5 separate regions of the Mus musculus genome follow, and regions 1, 2, 3 and 5 are each linked to region 4. Evidence: chromatin contacts called from public HiChIP or PLAC-seq data. All regions are on one chromosome and are shown on one strand. The core of a region is the stretch at or near the end of the contact, and the rest is flanking DNA. Distances in the headings are between cores, read along the strand shown. Region 1 has its middle 45 kb from the start of Lacc1. Region 2 has its middle 94 kb from the start of Gm30365. Region 3 has its middle 24 kb from the start of Lacc1. Region 4 holds the start of Tsc22d1 (TSC22 domain family, member 1). Region 5 has its middle 85 kb from the start of Lacc1.

Region 1 (3,889 bases), core at 1,249-3,748, 580 kb after region 4:
TTTTCTCTCCTCACTGCTGTTGGCTCGAAGCTTGCTGTGTATGATGACCTCAGTACACTGATAGCTGCTTGCTTCCTGGTTCTCTGTTCATGGAATGCCTTCTCCCATCCTTTTACTGTAAAGCTCTGTTCATTTTCACCAGTGAGGGAAAACAAATACCTCTTGCAGGCAAGAAATGGCTGGATCTTGAATTTTAATACAACCTGCTAGTCTGTATCATTTTATTGAAGAATTGAGATTACTAATGTTCAGGTGTATTGTGGAGCTGTAACCAGTCATCCATTTTTTGTAGTATTTGATATTTTCCTAATCATCATCTTTTATATTTAGTCTTCTTGTAGAGTTTAATTCTGCCTTGTAAACTCATAGATGTCTTTATCTTCACTGTATACATTTCCTCCAGGCATTCTGCTGGTATGGAGATTATACATTTCTTTGTTGTATGTTTATTGTGGAAATGTATTTCTTTCTCTTTCAATTATGAAGGATAGTTTTGCTGGGTAAAGTAATTTTGGTTGACATTATCTTTCAGAGATTAAAGCCCAGTATTGTGAGCCTCCTGGCTTTTAAGAGTTTCTACTGAGAATTCCATACTTACTCTTATGGGTATGGTTTTATATATAACCCAATGTCTGTCTGTCTGTCTCTCTCCTGCCAATATTCCTTCTCTGCTCTATACATGAAGCATTTTAACTACAATACAACATGAAGGGCTTCTTTTCTGGTGTTGTGTGTTTGTTACCTAAGGTGTCTCTGACCAAGCCTGCTCAGTCAGTCAACAGGTTCTCCAGTGCGGGAGTGAGGAGTGGGTGGGTAGGAGGCGGGGAGGGTATGGGGGACTTTTGGGATAGCATTTGAAATGTAAATGAAGAAAATACCTAATAAAAATTGGGAAAAAAAAGAAAATAGATGCTTATCTTTAAAAAAAAAAGGGGGGGGGGAAATGAAAAAAGACAGTTAGATAACACTGTAGCATGACCCCCATCAATTCTGAGACTGAAGGCAAATTTAATTTTCCCAATCTGCTTTTTATACCATTTTAATTACATGCAAGTATTAAGGGTGAGCAGTACAATAAGCAACTAGAAAGACAATAGTCAAGGAACAAGCAAGACAATAAACACAAAGCCCCGTGATCACTCCGGCTGTTTCTAAGGATGATCAAGATATCTGAGCCTACTTCTTTGTTCTACCCTAAAACCAGATTCTTACTTCCTTGTCCTTGGCCAATGTCAGGTCCCTGCCTGAACTTACTCTTTTGTCATGCTCTAATGTCAAATTCCTTCCTGAGCTTACTTCCTTGTCATGGTCTCTTCTCCTCTCTCTCTCTCTCTCTCTCTCTCTCTCTCTCTCTCTCTCTTTCTTTCTTCCTTCCATTTTGCTTTTTCCTGTGCCTCCCCTTCCTATGAGATAGCATTGGCTGCTTGGTCACCAGTAAACCTTTCTTTCAACCAACCCACAGAGCAGTTTACTTTTGTGGTTTCACTGTGTCTTTGCTTACAAAAAGGAATGTGCCCATTCTCAGACATGACCTTTCTCTCTACCCTGGGCAGAAGCACTGTTAAGCTACTTTCTAGGTCTACAGATATATCTACTCTAAGTGCTTTGTAGAACTTGGATCAGATAACATGTGACATTTGGGCACATGTAAAGGTGTTAATGAACATGCTCTGTTATACAATAAAAATTAAATGAATTTAGGGTCACCTGAGTTCTTGAACTTACATATTTACTACTAGCTTTATGGCTTTGGGAAGTCATTTTATTTCTGTGTCTCTTTGTTTGTTTGGAAAATGAGATTAGCAGTTATCCTCTTAAAAGATAATAGTGAGAAATTAGATGATATGGCAAGTTCCTGGACAAGGTTTTGTTCAGTAAATATCGGTTGGTATCTGCATCCCTACATGCCCATAGCAGCATATGTAATTAATGGATGATTGATAAAAATGGTAATGTCATTCCTTTAGAATACCAATGGACTCTCAGTGACCCAAGGGAAAGGCAGTATCTATACTGGAAGATCTTCCTTTGCCTTTTGTCTCCCAGCCATTGTTCTCCTTCAACGTAGAGACAACACAACCCACAACAAAAGAACCTGAGATCAGAGGGAAAGCTTTTGGGGTCTGGTTCTGATGCTCACATACTGAAAGTTCTTAGAAAATTCAGGTTATTTCTCTCAACCTCTTGCATTCATTTTCAAAGACTTTTAATCTAATTGTTGTTGGGTTTTTTTTTTCATACTGTAGGACAAAGGAAGCTGGAATTATATACCTGAACAATGTGTGAACTATCTTTCAGAGATGAGCAATAGCATGGGACTCCTACATAGGAAGAAAGAGAAAAGGAAAGGACAAAACAAAGGATCTCATGCAAGGGAAAGAAAAGTTCAACCACCATTCATCAATGAAATTAAATCCAGAGATGTCCAAACAAAGCAGGAACTTTCACCATAAAAATAATAAGGCTGACTCACAGAAAAGAAATCCATTAGCATGCTAATCCAATTCCTCAAAATAAAGAGAAGGAAGACATTATGATAAGTTTAGTTGACTCATACTTACAATGCAGGGTGCAATGATTGAATCAACAGCTTGAAGGAAATTTGATAGAATACTCCAAAGTAGGAAACCTGCAAAACAATTCAGTCTTTATGGGAGAGACATGGCTGAGTCTTGAAAAAAAAAAAAAAAAAAAAAAAAGGATGCAACTTCTTTTTTTTTTTTTTAAAGATTTATTTATTTATTATATGTGAATACACTGTAGCTGTCTTCAGACACTCCAGAAGAAGGTGTCAGATCTTGTTAGGATGGTTGTGAGCCACCATGTGGTTGCTGAGATTTGAACTCAGGACCTTTGGAAGAGCAGTTGGTGCTCTTAAGCGCTAAGCCACCTCTCCAGCCCAGGATGCAACTTCTAAGAGAAGGTAGTGTAAGTTACACAAGTTTTCTGTAGATCCCAATTAAAAAAAAAAAAAACTACAATCCTACAAACTTTCAGAATAGTTAAGAGAATAGATATTAGTTGGAATTGGCTATTTAAGTAGTTTAGCTTTAACAAGGTAAAGAAAAGAATAGAAATAATCTTGGAAACTCTCCACATTTTGCCTTGTTGGTTTTTGATTTTTTTTTTTTAAATAAAGAAGCTAGGCAAATTACCTATCTTCTAGTCAGAAGCAATTATGTGAAGTTCAGATGGAGAAATATAAAGCTGGTGTCATGGAAATATTCAAATTGATAAATTCCAGCCTTTTTAAACAGGCTGAGGAGTTTTTCAAAAATAGCCATGAGGTAGGATCCATTATTAGCATAGAAGTAGGCTGAACATTCTCCTCTGAAATTACTCTGGCTCTTTATCTGTATCAAGTGATTTATGTCATGATAAAAAAGAAATCTTTGATCCAAAGGAACAAGGCCAATAACATTTTCCATTTATTTATCTCTTTCAAAGAATATATAGAACAGTAAAACATATACACATGCATGTATACATATAGATGCATTTATTTACATGCATAGCTAATGGATGCATAGTTTTCTTTCAACTAGGTATTAGGGATTTGCAGGCAATCAGAGGGCAAGGAATGTCGCAAAGATCACAGCACAGAACGGACCCAGCGCAGGAGATTTATTGGGGTGGGTGGTGGAGAGAATGAATGGCTGCCTCAGACTGAGGATGGACAAGAAGAGGGCAAGCTGTGCAGCATGGGTTTCATAAAGGGTATGCACCCCACAAGGACAGTGGAAATGCGTGGTGTTGGTGGCTGGTGATGATGTGACTGCTGGCTGAGCTGCAGAAGGCAGGCTGGTTCTGGAGTGTGGGCAGTCTTCAGTTAACAAACACTAGAAGCTTTTTCTTTATAGCCAAGGTTATCCCGGAACTCACTATGTAG
Region 2 (4,144 bases), core at 988-3,487, 520 kb after region 4:
TCCCTTCTTTTTGAGACAGAGTTTCCTACATCCTAGACTGGTCTCAAACTGACTGTGTAGGCAAGAGTGACCATGAAGTTCTGACCATACTGTCTCCACTTCCTGAGTGGTGTGATTATGAATATGTACCATTATGCTGGTTTACATGCAACCTTTGAGACAAATCACTTTACTGTCCCCTCCTGTAGTGGTAGGCTAAGAAAAAGACAAACATTTTCTTGGTTTGCTGTTGCTCCCCCGAGAGCTGTTGCTCCCCTGTGTTAATTAATTGTGGTTTTCAACTTGACTTACACAGGAAAAGGGTTCTCAAGTGAAGGCTTGCCTCCATCAGATTACCCTGTGGGCAAGTCTGAAGGGGCATTTTCTACTGATGGATGCAGGAGGAAGCAGCCAACTGTGTGCAGTGTCATACCCAGGTAGGTAGGCCTGAGAGGTAGCAGGAAGAGTGTTGATTATAAGCCTGGGACCAAGCCAGTGAGCAGCGTTCCAGCAAGTCCTCTCCTTCAGTTCATGTCCTGACTTCCTGGAGCGATGGCTTGTATATAACCTACAAGCCAAATAAACTCTTCCCTCTCTGAGTTGCTTAGCAACAGAAACCAAATTAGGATATCACCTAGGCCTCCTTACCAGTCTTGTTCAGTGGCAAGTACTGTTGTCAGAACCTGGATTTTTGTTTTTGTTTTGTCTTGTTTTTACTGAGGTTGGGGGTTTCATAGGTAGGTTGGCCCTGTTCACTACTTGCTTATGTTGAAGCAAAATGGTAAAAAGAAAAATCACTGTAGAGAAATCTTCTTGCCTCAAGGTAGCTCAGTGAGCAGCTAGAGTCACTGCCTAAGGTCCTAGGCAGTGTTGAGGGACCAGCTCCAACCAGGACCTACCTCCTAACTAGCCCATTCCCCTATAGCCCATCAACAAATCAAACCATTGAAGAAGTTGTAACCTTTGTGTTTCAATCACAACTCAGAAAGCTGTCATCTGGTAGCCAGGCCTTTAACACATGAGTCCTTTTAGAATCAAATGGTAGCACAGCCCAATGACCATCACCTCAGAGAAGAAAGGGGCAGAGATGGATACGAACCAAGAGAAACAAAGAGCAATAGGAGGAATCCTTGCGTTAAGCCTTTTCCTACTACGGTGAGGTCTGCCATGCTCTACTTGGCTAAGGGAGTATCCATTTTAGGAGGGAAATGGCTACATGCTGGAGGATAAGCAGACTAGAGAGGAATTCTGGTGTTGTCATTTATATTACTTGTCCCCCTGAAATTTCTTGTCAGAGGGCAGGGTTGCTTCACAGATGAGAAATGAAGAAGGGCTTACGCAGTGGAGGGGGATGAGATAATTAGATGAGAACACATACGTTTTATTCTCAAAATATGGAGCATGAATAATTAAGGGATGGAATGTGAATAAATACAGACATTACAGGCTCCTCTAAAAATTAGATTCCTACTGCTTGAAGTCATTTTAATAATCTTGTGGTTTATTCTATAATGTATTTTCCAATTGCTCTCAAGGGCCCCAAGGCACAAATACAATCCAATCGTTCAGCAAGGTTCTCTAAACAATAGAGAATAGTAATAAAATAGAAACTGGCTGAATCTAGCTATAAGCCACATTGAGGTAACTCTTTGCCCTTCTATGGCATTTGCCTTGAAGAGCCTGGCCTCTGGGTGAGGATTAATTAAATCCCACAACTGCAAGGAGGGGCGAAATTCCAGATGAGTACAATTAAACCCTGTTATAAGCACCTCTTCATTCACAGTTGGAATATACCTGGGTCAGGTTATGCCTTCGTGTGCATGAGAATGTAGGACATGCCTTTCCCTCTCTAGTCCTGAATGCTTCTAACACAAGGCTCTCCACTGCCCATGCAGACTGACTGTTTGACTCTCTCCCATGATGCCCGTTGGTTCTCCAGTAGCAGGTGAGGTCTATGGAATCCTACATGTAAAGTATTACAGAATTTGACAAAATGATACTGTAGCTAAGTTCCCAAACCAAACTGGGTTTCATTCCTCCCATCCATCTTCAATCAAAGAATTGAACAAAATGTTCCCTGTGCTGTGGGAACAACAAAGCTTGAAGAGAGTGGCCTTTCTGCCTTCAGTATGGGATTTTACTTCATTGAAGACTTTGTTTATAGATGAAATTCCTCTTTGAGTGTGTTTTGAGGTCTGCTTGACATATGTTCTTAAGGAGCTGGACTGAGAGCTCAAAGCAGGAAGTGGTCAAATATCTGTCACATGCTATTATCAGGGCTTTGAGTCACAATGATTCTCCTTTGCTTTGAACAGGCACTTTCAATGGAATACAGCTTGGAAAGGGAGCCCTGTGGCCTTCCGTTCCTCCAGCAATCATGTCTCCTGTCTTCTCAGCCAACTTAAATATGACCCCCCCCCCATACCCCAGAGCACCGATCAGCTTTCCTGAATATCATAAACTATGTGCAGAACTTGTGGTTTTCAACTTTATGGTGACATCTAAAACTATACTCTCTATGCACCTGGAATGGGTAGAATGTATGGCTTAACAAAAAAACATAGTAATGTGTAAACAAAAAATCAAATTGAATGTATCAATTGTTCTAACATGGCTTCAAACAAGCTTAGACTAGGCCAACTGAATATGAAGAGATTTGGATTTTTTTTTCTCCACGTGAATTTATTGTGTGTGTGTCTATAGGCCTGGAGCATGAAGGTCAGAAGACTGTGTGTGTGTACGTATGTCCACATGCCCACAGGCTTGGAGTGTAGAGGTCAGAGGATAATGTACAAGTGGGGGCTCTCTCCTTCCACCAAGTAGGTCCTGGGGATCAGACTCAAGTCATCAGGCTTGGTGGCAAGGGCCTTTACTTGCTGAGCTATCTCCAACACACCCAGAGATTTAGAGAGGAGTGATCTGCAAAGGTTTTGGGGAAGCCAGAAACATCAGGGGATGTTTTCAATGGGAAAATCTGAAGGAGTGAAGATGCTAGCTACCAAGGAAAAAGCTCCTCAGAGTGGCATAAGCCCACCAAGAGGACCCGTGAGCATGCAACTGTTTGCTTGACTGAAGAAGGCATAGTAAGTCCTAAGTATGAGCTTTACTCAAAGGTTCTCCAGAAAGCTGAAGAGCAAGTTTATCCTTGCAAGATCTGATTCCATTGCCTCCAGAGTTGTATATTACAGACCCTTAGTCAGCCCCTTTGGTTTGATTGTTAACAATAGATAGAATTTCTACATCACCAAATCTCTAAAGACCAGTGTATTGATAGGTGCTATACTTCTCACAGGAGGAAAGAGCCAGAAAAGTGACATTGTAGAAGTTGTTACTGAGCAAGAAGCCACCTCAGATGTGGAAGATACCTACAGGTAGCTCTGTCAGCAAAAACAGCAGGTCAAAAAAAGTCCACATGTGACATTCAAAGGTTGGGATGACAAGGAGCTATGTGCTACTGTACGACTGCAATGCCTGCCTCTGAAGGTGCCAGCAGTTCTAAAACCAGGGCCAGCCCACATCCTCAGGTAGATGAAAACAGTTACCATTATATTCACATTACCCAGCAAGCTCTAAAGATCATGGTGTGAATGAGGTCAGTTGAGGTCTAAACGGAACTAGAATTTCTTCAGATTTGCTACCTGTGACACCACTATCCTGCTGCACAAGGAGTTCTGAGCCACTGGAGCAGAAAGCCGCAGTGGCATCCCAGGAAGCGTTCTTTCCCGGGATCTGCTCCACTGAGCATCCTTCTCTCATGACAAGTTGTCTGTGTTGTTTCGGGGCTTTGCCAGAGAGCTTCATCTCAGATATCCGCACTTATTTCTTAGGCCATAAAAATGCTGGTTTGAATTTATTAACAGTAAATTCATGTGTGTGTTCTCCTGGGTCATTTTCACCCTGACAAGAACCAGAGTAACACCAATTAATTAATTAAATTTTTCATTAACCCCAAGAGTACTTTCCAGTTTTACACTTCGCAGGAAATTGTTAGTTTTATTATTACGGCATGTTGGCTTGTGGGTAGCTGGGGTTGCCTTCTTAGATGCTATGCAATTCTTCTACCTCTTACCCTGCTCTGGGAGGTCATTGATCCCAACAAATGAGAACAGGAAAATAAAAAAAAAAATAGATGGCAGAGAGGGGAGCTGAGAAGTCAGCTTCAAGT
Region 3 (4,136 bases), core at 217-2,716, 600 kb after region 4:
GAGACTAGTGTTCATGGTACTGGAGGCTACCCTGCATGCCATGAAAGGAGAAAGATAAATCCAAATCCAGCTACCAAGTCTGTGATCTACAATGTTGATTCTCCTGCAAGATATACCGGTGCAATTGTGGCAGAAAGCTCGTCTGATTTAACTTAAAGCCTATGCAATGGAGCCCATCCCTAACACTGCTTGAGTGGCCAAGAACCAGAGGCCAGATAGGCAAACCGAATGCATTCTGTGTGTGTGTGTGTGTGTGTGTGTGCACACGCGCACGCACACATATATATGTATACACACACACGCATATATATATATATACATATATATATATATACACACAAAATTGTATATATGTATATACAAAAGCAGATACAGGACAAAACAAAGACACAAACAGAAGAAAAGAGCCGAAGAGAGAGCGTGAGATACACATGTAGATGCAGAGACACACATGTTTATGCACACAGAAAACAGGAAGCTCTGATGTTATGCAAAGGACCTACAAGGTAATAAAACAAACAATGCCCCAGCCTTGTTAAAACCTTCTGAGACAAAGAACCCCCAACAATGCCAATTCCTTTGTTTTGTGTTGGCCAGCTACAGCTGGGCATGGTGGCTGGCCTTATGGGTGATTCCACTGTGATTCATTAGCAAGAACTGATTTTCCATTTGCGATTGGTCATCAGTGAACATCACGTCTGAGTTAGGGATGGGTGTTTGTGTGTGTGTGTGTGTGTGTCTCCTGTCAGTACTAGGACCTGGTGTCAGAAAACCACTCCCATGAGTTGGAGAAGGTGTGTGGTGTTCTGATAGAATTTACAGACTCCCAATTCTGCAATAGAAGCTTCTTAGAGAGGAGGCCTACAAAGTTAGCTGGGTTCCAACATCTTTGAGAAAAGCCAAGCAGAGCATCACCATACATTTTAACTGTGGAGATTTGAACAAGAGTGACTTCCATAGGCATGTACATTCAGACGTTTGGTCCCCAGGAGGTGGAACTGTTTGGGAGGGATTAGGATATGTGTTCTTGTTGAAGGAAGTGTGCCAATGCCCACCCCATTCCCTGTTAGTTCTCTCTGCCTCATGGTCTCCCACCATGGTGGTCATGAATTCAATCCTCGGAAACTGTAAAACTCAAATTAAATATATTTTTAAAAGAAGTATTTTCAGGCACTTTATGAGTAGGCTGTTGCATTCAGAAAATACTTGTATTTCTTATATTCAATACAATGGTCATTTTGCAAGATTGAAAAGCAAAAAACAAAACAAACAAACAAAAACAAACAAACAAACAAACAAACAAAAACCTGACTTCTTAAATTCTGTCAAAACAAGGTGGCAAACATTAAATATTCTTAAGCACATACTGCCACCCAGTGGCTGAATATGCACAGTGCACAAAGAACGGCCAAGGCGAAAACAAAGGCAGTGTGAGGTTCTGACAGGAATGCTTCAGGCTGAGGCTCTCACTGTGAGGCTTCTTGTCAAGCTTTGTGTTCAGAGAAGACTGTCTGCCATCCCTAGTAACACTCTGGATGACATCACTCATTCGCAATGCTAGGGTAAATTTTAATATATTTATTTTTAAAGTGGCCTGAGCAGGGCCTTTCAAGCAGTGAGAGAAAAATATGTGAGATCTGTGCTTACCACCTCAGTAAATAATAAAATCTCTTTAATACAAATGAAACTCATGACTGCGAATGTCTAGGAAGACAAACCAAGGGCACGTTATTTACCACAAGTCAAAAAAAAAAAAAAACAGAAAAAAAAAAGACAATTCAAACAAATAAACAAACAAAAAGCCAAGCTTCCGAGGCAAACATTAGAGAGACTCAATTAGAGAGGTGCTATTAGCTCTGACATGATAGTAAAGATGTATTTATTAGATTCTTGACATAATACCTTGAATTTCCCTTGGATAGAAGTCAGGTCATTTTAATATGTGCCGAAGCCAGGTTAATATAGGAAATCCCTAGCTGTTCAACTCAGGTACAGCAGTATTCTTCGTTTGAAGTAACCATCCAAGAACCTTCTAGAATTCTCTAGGGAAGCTGAAACCTATCTACTGTGCTCTCTAAAATCAAATAATGGAATGTGTGTGATTTGAACAACACTGAACGTCCACAGGAATGCTAAGAGGTTGTCTCACGGCTGTTATGCAGTGAGGTTTACCTATCCTCTTGGAACACCTCTAGCTAGGGAAAGCCATGCCATACTGTGCTTCTCCCTCACCATGCCTCGGATGCCTCGATCTCGCACTACCTACAGGTTAACACATTAGCCTGTCACTACTTTATGGATATTGGTAGAAAGCAAGAGATGCTTGGGATAGAGACAGAAGACTCCATTGTTCACTGTTAGCAGCTGCATGAACATTACATTGTTCCCTTTGTCCCCCAAGTCCTAGGGAGGCACCATTGAAAACCACAAATATATACATACATATATATATATATATATATATATATATATATATATATATATATATCCATTCCACAGTCCATTTGTGTCCTAGTTGAGAATGCTGGTCTATGGAATCCAGTGTTCTTGTAATAAACGGCAAACAAGATGGTTCTCTGCCCAAAGTCCCTAATGTATCTGCCAAGGACCAGCCTCAGTGTGGAGAAGGGGTTTCTGGGAGCAGTGAAAGGAATGACTCGAAGTCAAATCGTAGATCCAAGCTGATGACCTGTGTTCTGCTTGTTACAGCCTTTCCAGCCTGCGTCTCTCTCTGTTCTGCTTGCTCTCTGGAGATTTCTCTGTCTAAACTCTGCTTGCTTGCGAGTCTAAGAGATCTCTCTGTCCATGTCCTGTTCTGTCTGTGTGTGTGTGTGTGTGTGTGTGTGTGTGTGTGTCTGTCTGTGTGTCTGTGTGTGTCTGTCCAAGCAGTTCTCTCTTTTTATCCTAAAAAATTTTCTGGATAGCTCATCTCCTACGAAACACAGGTCCAATCTTCTACTTTATATATCAATCCAGTCATTTACTCCATGTTTCCTTTTTAAGGTTAAAATATTTCCATTTTATAATCTTTTGAGTCGAATATTTGATTTAATTTTTTCCATTTATTAATAAAGGTATTTAATTTGTGTTCCTTCTGCTGAATCCATGGGTGTTGCTATTTTCTCATTATTATTATTTTCTATAAACTACAGATTCGTTTTATTTAAAATTTTAAGATTAATTTTATTTTATGTGTATGGGTGTCTTGCCTGCATGTATGTCTGTGTGCACATGCATGCAGTACTTTTGGAGGTCAGGAGGAAGCATCAGTTCCCCTGGAATGGGAGAGATAGGTGGTTAGTAGTCACCATGTGGATACTGGGAAACCCTGGTTCTCTGGAAGAGCAGTCAGTGCTCTTAAGTGCTGAGTCATCTCTCCATCACTTTGTTTTGTGATTTCGGTGATTCTTACAATATAGCTATCTTCATCCTGAGTCCTGCTCCTCTTGGTGATTTGGCCCCACCCATCCATGTTCTGGGGGTGAGTAGGCCACACCCACTCACATTTTCAGAGATTTGAAGTGTTATTACTACTCTTTCTTTTGCTGTATTTTTAGTCTGTTTGGTTTATAGTTGGAGCCCTGAAACTGTGACCTATAAACTCTTACAGCAAACCACTCAGTCAAATAACTTAAGGTGTGCGTGTGCATGTGCCATGATAGGTTCCTATCACTAAACATGCTGATCGTGGAATTTAGATGCCAACCCTGTCAAGGATAAATAGAAGCATCGTGTTAGCATGGGCAGAGGAAAGCGGGGCTGGGAAGGTCAAGACTTGACAAAAGAAAAAGGTCAATGAGATTTTAAATCTGTGGATCTGGGACCACATGTTCCAATAATCCTTTCAGCCCTCAGATTTGGAAGGGAAATGCAAGGTAAGGAGGAAAGAAATAACCATAGAAGCCTTCAGATGAGGAAGATCTGCAATAAATGGTTGAACATTATTAGGTCCAAGTTTTCTTCACACACTGCAAATTGATGCACTCCCAAAAGGCTATGAATATATATATATATATATATATATATATATATATATATATATATTCATATATACATAAATACATACATATATGTGTATGTATATATACACATAAATACATACATATATGTGTGTATGTATACATATACATACATAC
Region 4 (4,242 bases), core at 1,305-3,804:
ATAATGTGAATTTCACCTGTTTTGTAGGGGACATGTATGAGGTGGCACGTGTGAGAGTTTGGTACAGACCAGATAAAGGATGCCAAGATGTCAACAGTATATAGGTGACATTCAAACTCTTAATGTACAGAATGAGGGGTGTTAAACTGCTGGTAACAGTTTTTGGTTTTCTGTTTGTTGGGTGTTATCCTTCAGAAACGAAATTGGTGATTTCCCGAGTCAGAGGTCTCTCTTCTGATCAATTTGTATCCCTGAAACCTAAACTAGAACAGAAACAAACCGCTCTCAAACAACCCTTTTCACCTCAGCTTAAAAAATTTCCTGGGTGAGATTTACATTCTTGGTTAGAAGCAAAGCCCTGCTTTGAGAGGTTTTGACATGTAATACTTCGGAGGCAGCTAACAGAAAATTGTCTCCAAGCAAACCTACCTAAATCCATGAAATCTAGTTTTAGTTAAAAAGAAAAAAGGGGGGGGGCACTTTACCAGTCTTTTTGCTTTTCTAGCCCTAAAAGGCATTCTTTACAAATTTCCTTTAAATTCCACTAAAACCAAGCCCTAACCTTTTACCTCTCTAAGGGCCACAGCAAGGACACAAAGACAATAAATGGCTGGAGGGAAGCTCCACCTGTTGGTTGGTTAGCTGGCAGGGCCGGCTAGCTTCTTCCCACCCGATAAGGAAGGACAGCAAGGATCACTCCCTTTTGTAAGAGCCTTCCCTTGGAGGGGCTTGGGAGATTCCCTGCAAACATCCGTGCCACATGCTAGCAGTCTCGACCCTGCCCGTCGAAGGGCGAGGGACCGCGTGGCAACTACCACCGCTCTGCACAAAAGGTACCACTGCTGTGGGGGAAGACACCCGATTCTATCGGGGCATCCCCGGAAGGGGCGAGGGCGGTGCGGGTCGAGGGGGAGGCCAGGTTGCTGCTTGGAGAAGGAGGAGGAGGAGGGTTCCGCCACGCGCCGAGGAAGAAAGCCTGACTCATGTCGTGGCAGCAGCGGAGGGCTCCTGGGAGCTGCAACTCGTGATGCTGCTGTTGCTGAGGAGAAAAGCCTCATTACCCGTTCCGCAGGCCGGGGCGGGGGAGCCACCGCCCCAGGGCGCGCACACCCGAGACCTAGCGCTCCGCACCCGCCTCGCCGCCGGGGTCCGCGTGGGAGACAGCAGCGGACACGCCTAACCTGCGCGCACGCGCGCGGCGTGGTTCCCCCCCCCCCTCCCAGCCCCACCCCAGCCTCTCCACGCGACCCGGATTCGCTCGCTCGCGCGCCCGAGTGCCCCACCCCCCACCGCCCTCCGGCGTCGGCGACTCCGCCGGCCTTCGGTAATTTCCGTGGGAGACGGAGCCGAGAGCTCGGCGCGGACCGAAGACAGGCCACCTCCCCTGGTCAGACCCGGCTTTATGTCTGCAGCGCCGGCGCGCACGCGCAGACGCCATCTTCCCTCCTCTCCTCCACGACCCCTCCCCCCTGCCACCTCCTCCTCCTCCTTCTCCTCGGTCAGAGCTCGACCCTCCTCCTCTCGCGCTGGGGCGCTGGTCCCTCCTCTCTTGATGCCGCGAGAGACCAGGGGATACGGAGCAGCCCGAGAAGAGCACTAGTAACAACCATCACAGCCCCCTCCTCGCCCGACGCCCTCCCACTCCCCCGCCCCGCGCCGCCACCGACCAACCCCACCTCTCATTTCTTTGAACGGCGTCGGCTGCAGCCGCTGCACCAGCCCCGTCTGGCCGCCACCGCCGCGAAAAGGAGCCACCGCCGCCCGCGGCCCCCTCCCTCCCTCTCTCCCTCCCTCCCGGTCGCGGGAGCAGCTCGGTGCCGAACCAGCCGGCGGGCCGAGAAGAGGACGCGAGCTCGCCCCTCCGCTCCCGCGCACGTCCCGCCGCCCGCCGGAGCAGCCCGGGCGCCGGCGCCCTTCCTCTCCGAGGACGTGTGGCGAGCCGAGCGCCTGCCCCGAGGGAGGAAAATGCTCGGGCTCCATGGCTGCCAGTGATGGAGCGGTCCCTGGGCTCCCGCTGCTGCTGCCGCCACCGCCGCCGCCGCCGCGCCCCGGCCGCGCTCCGCGAGGATCCGGCGTCTCTGCGCGCCCGCCCGCGCCTCGTTGCTGGGCTCACCGTACCGGGCGCCCCGCCACCGCCCCGCTCGCAGCCGCGCCGCCCGGGCCCCAGCCGCGGCCAGCCTTTCCTCCCGGAGCAGCCGTCGCGAGCCCAGGGGGTTTGAGAGGGGCCGCGGGCCGTGGGGGGAGGCCCGAGCGGGGCCGGCCGCGCCGGCAGGGGAGGTTGGAGCGACGCTGAGCTCAGGGCTCGCCGGCGGCCGCGGCGCCGGGGGTGGCGAGGGCCGGGGCGACCGCTCGCTCCGCGCTGCCTCGGTGCAGGACGAGCGGAGGGGCTTTTGCAGCGGCCGTCGCCGCGGGAGGAGGGGGTTGAGCTGGCTCCGGAGTTGGCCAAAGAAGGTGGGCATTTCTCGCTTCTCCTCGCCTCCCCCGCCCCCTCCTGGGCTCCCCTCCCTCCCGCCCCGCACCCCACGTGAAGCGGAATATAAAGGGGGGTGTGTGACTGGAGGGGGAAGTGAATGGCGAAGGACTGAAGGGGTCCCCCTTCGGTTCCCCAGCCACCTGGTTCACCCGGTTCATCCTCCCTTCCCGAAGTTAGCCCTCGAAGGCACGAGCAGCCGGCGCCTTCGGCAGAGGAGGAGGAGGAGGAGGGATCGCGTCGGGCGGAGCTTCAGGTCCTGTTCGTCTCTCCGGCTTCTCCATACAAAGATTACGGTGCAGAAGGAAATTGCACTTGCCTCCTCCGCCCCCCGGTACCCAGCACAATGCACCAGCCGCCGGAGTCCACCGCCGCGGCGGCCGCTGCTGCAGACATTAGTGCTAGGAAGATGGCGCACCCGGCAATGTTCCCTCGAAGGGGCAGCGGTGGTGGCAGCGCCTCTGCTCTCAATGCAGCAGGTACGGGCGTCAGTGGTGCTGCTCCATCTTCTGAAGATTTTCCTCCTCCTTCGCTGCTCCAGCCGCCGCCTCCTGCTGCATCTTCCACGCAGGGACCCCAGCCTCCGCCTCCACAAAGCCTGAACCTCCTCTCGCAGGCTCAGCTGCAGGGACAGCCTCTTGCGCCAGGCGGAACTCAGATGAAAAAGAAAAGTGGCTTCCAGATAACTAGCGTTACTCCGGCTCAGATCTCTGCCAGCATCAGCTCCAACAACAGCATCGCGGAGGACACCGAGAGCTACGACGATCTGGATGAGTCGCACACGGAAGATCTCTCCTCTTCCGAGATCCTCGACGTCTCCCTTTCCAGGGCCACTGACTTAGGTGAGCCTGAACGAAGCTCCTCAGAGGAGACTCTGAATAACTTCCAGGAAGCTGAGACACCTGGGGCAGTCTCTCCTAACCAGCCCCACCTTCCTCAGCCTCATTTGCCTCACCTTCCACAACAGAACGTTGTGATCAATGGGAATGCCCATCCCCACCACCTCCATCATCACCATCACCCTCATCATGGGCACCACCTTCACCATGGGCACCATCATTCATCACATGCTGCTGTGGCCGGTCCATCCATTCCCGGAGGGCCACCCTCGAGCCCAGTGTCCAGGAAACTCTCTACAACTGGAAGTTCTGATGGTGGTGTGCCAGTCGCACCTCCTCCTGCAGTACCATCGAGTGGCTTACCAGCATCAGTGATGACGAACATCCGTACTCCAAGTACTACAGGAAGCCTAGGTATAAATTCGGTTACTGGCACGAGCGCTACGAATAATGTTAACATTGCTGCTGTGGGTAGTTTCAGTCCCAGTGTGACGAACAGCGTGCATGGTAATGCTAATATAAATACAAGCAATATCCCTAATGCTGCTAGCATAAGTGGTGGGCCTGGAGTTACCAGTGTTGTTAATTCGAGTATCTTGAGTGGCATGGGCAATGGTACCGTTTCTTCCTCTCCTGTTGCTAACAGTGTCCTTAATGCAGCTGCAGGTATCACTGTGGGAGTGGTTTCCAGTCAGCAGCAGCAGCAGCAGCAGCAGCAACCAACAGTTAACACATCGAGGTTCAGGGTTGTGAAGTTAGACTCTACTTCTGAACCCTTTAAAAAAGGTCGATGGACTTGCACAGAATTCTATGAGAAGGAAAACGCTGTGCCAGCTACAGAAGGCGTGGCCGTCAATAAAGTGGTGGAGACGGTGAAGCAAACCCCCACGGAAGCATCGTCCTCGGAGAGGGAGAGCACTAGTGGGAGTTCTG
Region 5 (3,820 bases), core at 581-3,080, 540 kb after region 4:
TTCATCTTCTTTAGATGCATGCTTGGGTATATTGTCAAAATCACGGGAATTGCACCGATCAATGACAATGAGAATCTGGTTGTGTGGGGGTAGGGTTATGCAATAGAAGAGCATGATTTTGTTGTTGTTGGCATTATGTACTAAAATTTAGACTTTATCTATTCAGTGAGCTTATCACATACAGAGTCAAAGAAAGGCAAAGGTATTCAGGACAATTAAAAACAAACAAGATGTCTACCAATGGGGGATTCGTTTCTTTAAAAGGAGGTATTCCTACAGGAGATGCAGTGTGTCTACAGAAGCAGGCCTTGTACATTGTACTTGTTGACTTGAGAGAAGTTCTATCACACAGGTATGACCAAAGGAATGAAATAGTGATGAAACTGAGAAACTCCCACTTATGTGTAAATCAAAGAAGTCACACATGACACTGTGGTCCAATCTAGTAGCATCACACAAACAGCCTGACAACAAAAAGTTAGCAAACTTTCAGAAAACACCAGAGAAGGGATGTGTGATTCCTAACCCACAGCAGCACACCTCTACAGAGCCTGTGTTCTCTCTTATCGACATCATAATAGGTGGTCTCTCCTCAGCATCCTTCTCTACTGTCAACCAAAAACTTTACTATCATTTGCAGAAGAGTCAGACCCCTCTGAGCCACCCCACCTCCATCTTCCCCCTTCCATGAGCAAATTCTTCACTGAACCATCATCTGAAAGATAAAGCACACCGAGGACATACTAAATGAACAAGAGTTCTTTGCTGTGTTGCAAAAGGAACAAAGGGTGTCTATGCGTTCACTCCACCATGACAGCGTTTTACCTTGTAACAAGTATGGAGCTAAAAATCACTGTCTATTCTAGAGACACACAGAGGTTCCTGCAGGGACGTGGACAACATTCTCAAGAACACTCACCTGGGTTAGAATTTCCCTGTGACCTTCTCTCTTCCCTTCTGTTGCTTTCTAGCTTCTGAATTATTCATGAACATGTTTTGTTTGCACTAGAAATTAAAAACTAAATAAATTCATCAAAGTGGACAAAGAAAAGTCACAGTGACATCACAGGAAACAGCACATGTGAAAAATTAAACAAAATTTGTGTGTGTGTGTGTGTATGTTTAGGTAAATACAGTTAAACTTTCTCTTCCTGTGTTCAACATCAACCAGCCCCACTAGTTTTTGCAATGATTTGAATTCCTCCTACATGTGAAGTTCTTAAGCTGATTATTTCACACATTAATTTATTTGACAACCCATCAACCCTGTTTAATGTGTGAGTGCACTGGGGTGTGACTTGGACTTCACTGATCAATTGCAAGAAATGTTAAACAGTCTGAACTAAAGTTTGATCTTTATTCATTCTCCCTGGGAATAGGGACTCAGCATCTACACATTTGTATCCCGTTCCATCTCTGTACTCCAGTGGTTCTCAACTTGTGGGTCGAGACCCTTTGGGGGTTGAATGATCTTTTCATAGGGCTCACCTAAGGTCATTGGAAAACACAGATATTTACATTACAATTCATAAAAATAGCAAAATTACAGTTATGAAGTAGCAACAAAAATAATTTCATGTGGGGGGGGGTCACCACAACATGAGGGACTGCATTAAAGGGTCATAGCATTAGGAATGTTGGGAACCCCCGTTCTATACTCACACATCCTTGTACTGCCTCCCCAATCTATAGCTGCTTTTTATTTTCCTTTTTATAATTCCTGAGCCACACAAGTTTCCCTCGAAGAGGAGGAGCCTGCCAGAGCAGTCTAACTTGTGACTCATGAGCTTCTCTTAGCTTGGGGAATTCTGCAGGGAGGTTTGCGACATATCCCTGCCAAGGTCCCTCACAGAACGTCAGTAGCCAGTGCCAGGCAGCTGGCACTCCTTGTTCCCTAGAAAGGAGCTTGTTAATCAGACTCTCCAACCACAAATGCCAAACTGTCCCCTTGCTCACTGCTGTTAAGTTCTATCCTGGGAGTTCCAGAAAGCAGAATGTGTCACCTGACAATTATACTTACACATCAGCGTTCCTTTGGGACTGGAATTAAATAGCCAAGTCCATTCTAGTTGTGGGCTAAAAGCAGATTTCTTTGTGAGGAGAAAGGAAATAGCTACTCCTTAAAGCCCCAAATGTCCTTGAACTCTTGGAGAAGTGATTGGAAGTAGGCGTTAGTAGGGAAGCTACAGAAAAGCCATCAGAGGAAAATGTTTAAAGAAAGTCACTGACAATTCTCTATGGCAGGACAGGACTCAGTGATATTATATAATTATCAAGCAGCATTTCAGCAACCGTAGCAGAGCGCCTGTCTCAGTCTTTTTAGTCTAGTGAAACTTGTCTTTTTATTCTCTAATGAAGAGGCCCTGTGTGCCAACATGGGTAGATGAGCCTGTTGAACGAGAGCCTCGTGTTTGACAGGATCCTTGCTTTCTCAGGTTCTAGTCTGACTTAGGAGGTATTGCGTTATGGCCTCATAAGGGAAAAGACCAATTTGCCAAGAACTCCAGGTTCTTCCATCCTTGAGAGCCCAGCTCGGTGGAGTCATTGTGTTCCCTGTGAAGTCTTCCTGGTTGGCTTTCCTCCTAGATGTCTCTCTGTGGATGTAATCACACTGTATGCCTCTCTGCCACCTCCCCATCACAGTTACTGCTCTGTATTTATACTATGATTCTTCATTTACTATCCAACACCACTCAAGGATTTAAACTTACATGGCAACATAGGACCAAGAGCTTTTTGTTAATCTTTTTTTCTCATGCTTCATATGTTTGATCATCATTAGTGCTCAATAATTTCACTTCCTGTTGAGAGGATGACTGATTTAGGTGGTTATTGTTAGAGGAATAAAGGGGCCAAAGCAGAGAAGATAAAAAAATGTCCAGACCAAAGTTACCATGAAGGCAGAAAAAGATGGGACCCGTAGATTCTTCCTGTTTGATTTAGAAATAGAAGGTGGGTCTTACCAGAAGTGCAGAGATGGGGGATTCTTGCTGCTCTGGTGGCTGTGGTGTAATATGGTGTCAGGTGTCAGGGTGGAGTATGGAACTTGTAATTGAGAATGGTGTAGGTTATACTCTGGGTCTGGTTGCTTCACTTTAATGCAGTGATTGGCATTAGACCTAGTCTCGATGTTCTAGAGTCCAGTCAATAATAGAACTGGCGCTTAGCCTTGTTGCCTGCCTATTCTGTTACGGGGGGGCGGCGGGGGGCGAGGGGCATAAGGAGCTCTTTAGTTATCTTATTCTGTATCATTTGCTTCAGATTCCGTGGATGGAATGACAATCAGTCACAAAGCCATTTCCACCTGAGCCCAGTAGGGAGATTGCTCCCTGAAAGTCATCAGAAGGAAAACTTGATTTCCTTATGACTCAGAGGACCCTGTTCAGTTGCCAGGAAGACAGTGCCACTGAGGACAATCAAAACCACCCTCAATTAACAACTCCCAGGGTATATCCTGCCACCAACTAAACATCAAGGAGCCCGTCCCTGGCCCTGCCAGCCATGCCCGGCCCCACAGGCATCTGCCTTTTCTCTTGATGCAATTGCTTGCTTAGGACTCTGAAGCAGACTTAGTTTCTACCTTGGAAGCTTAATGGATGCCAGGCCACATGAGGGAGATGACATCAGGGCTGAAAGGACAGACCAAGTGTCTGAACAGCTTGTTTCATAGCCATAGAAGGTTTTGGGTACCACTGCCAAGATGCTTGCTCTGCAGCTTATTTTCAACTGATGCTAGTCACAGTCAGAGTCTTTTTATATGAACAGAGGCCAAATATCCAACCCACAAACCCACTCTACCTCACAAGGGCAGCCTGTAGTT

What was found. HiChIP or PLAC-seq counts read pairs in DNA pulled down with a chosen protein or histone mark.
Region 1: an H3K4me3 HiChIP or PLAC-seq map of bone marrow-derived macrophages shows a contact between it and region 4, with 5 times the contacts expected there. The contact joins the enhancer-like site here to the promoter of Tsc22d1 in region 4. A contact is called at or near these places in 4 of 39 promoter capture datasets (hematopoietic stem and progenitor cells, hippocampal neurons and liver), 14 of 115 datasets of contacts at active chromatin or transcription factors (acute myeloid leukemia, bone marrow-derived macrophages, embryonic basal ganglia and 7 more) and 5 of 9 other capture datasets (adipose tissue, embryonic stem cells, liver and 2 more).
Region 2: a contact with region 4 is called in an H3K4me3 HiChIP or PLAC-seq map of bone marrow-derived macrophages, with 5 times the contacts expected there. The contact joins the enhancer-like site here to the promoter of Tsc22d1 in region 4. A contact is called at or near these places in 4 of 39 promoter capture datasets (the C10 cell line, hippocampal neurons, liver and 1 more), 2 of 115 datasets of contacts at active chromatin or transcription factors (bone marrow-derived macrophages and kidney) and 1 of 9 other capture datasets (liver).
Region 3: a contact with region 4 is called in an H3K4me3 HiChIP or PLAC-seq map of bone marrow-derived macrophages, with 4 times the contacts expected there. The contact joins the enhancer-like site here to the promoter of Tsc22d1 in region 4. A contact is called at or near these places in 18 of 39 promoter capture datasets (the 3T3-L1 cell line, 3T3-L1-derived adipocytes, the C10 cell line and 12 more), 1 of 15 datasets of contacts at CTCF or cohesin (the NIH/3T3 cell line), 3 of 484 Hi-C or Micro-C datasets (the AML12 cell line and cortical neurons), 18 of 115 datasets of contacts at active chromatin or transcription factors (astrocytes, bone marrow-derived macrophages, cardiomyocytes and 12 more) and 5 of 9 other capture datasets (adipose tissue, embryonic stem cells, liver and 2 more).
Region 5: a FOXA1 HiChIP or PLAC-seq map of pancreatic cancer cells shows a contact between it and region 4. The contact joins the enhancer-like site here to the promoter of Tsc22d1 in region 4. A contact is called at or near these places in 3 of 39 promoter capture datasets (hematopoietic stem and progenitor cells and liver), 2 of 115 datasets of contacts at active chromatin or transcription factors (bone marrow-derived macrophages and pancreatic cancer cells) and 2 of 9 other capture datasets (adipose tissue and liver).

What each region holds. Positions count from the first base shown.
Region 1 is chr14:76,989,358-76,993,246 of GRCm38.p6, forward strand. No RefSeq gene overlaps it. Among named protein-coding and RNA genes, the nearest start is that of Lacc1, 45 kb to the right of the region's middle. Within about 2 kb of position 2,499, at least 12 of the 459 cell types and tissues checked have an H3K27ac peak or open chromatin away from gene starts, as enhancers often do. A contact at or near this core is called in bone marrow-derived macrophages and embryonic stem cells, where this site is marked.
Region 2 is chr14:76,929,429-76,933,572 of GRCm38.p6, forward strand. No RefSeq gene overlaps it. Among named protein-coding and RNA genes, the nearest start is that of Gm30365, 94 kb to the left of the region's middle. Within about 2 kb of position 2,238, at least 12 of the 459 cell types and tissues checked have an H3K27ac peak or open chromatin away from gene starts, as enhancers often do. A contact at or near this core is called in bone marrow-derived macrophages, where this site is marked.
Region 3 is chr14:77,010,580-77,014,715 of GRCm38.p6, forward strand. No RefSeq gene overlaps it. Among named protein-coding and RNA genes, the nearest start is that of Lacc1, 24 kb to the right of the region's middle. Within about 2 kb of position 1,467, at least 25 of the 459 cell types and tissues checked have an H3K27ac peak or open chromatin away from gene starts, as enhancers often do. A contact at or near this core is called in bone marrow-derived macrophages and forebrain, where this site is marked.
Region 4 is chr14:76,413,267-76,417,508 of GRCm38.p6, forward strand. It overlaps Tsc22d1 (TSC22 domain family, member 1), which reads left to right and starts at 2,555. Exons shown (of 3, transcript NM_207652.3): 1 at 2,555-4,242. The coding sequence starts at 2,817.
Region 5 is chr14:76,949,746-76,953,565 of GRCm38.p6, forward strand. No RefSeq gene overlaps it. Among named protein-coding and RNA genes, the nearest start is that of Lacc1, 85 kb to the right of the region's middle. Within about 2 kb of position 1,831, at least 100 of the 459 cell types and tissues checked have an H3K27ac peak or open chromatin away from gene starts, as enhancers often do. A contact at or near this core is called in adipose tissue and pancreatic cancer cells, where this site is marked.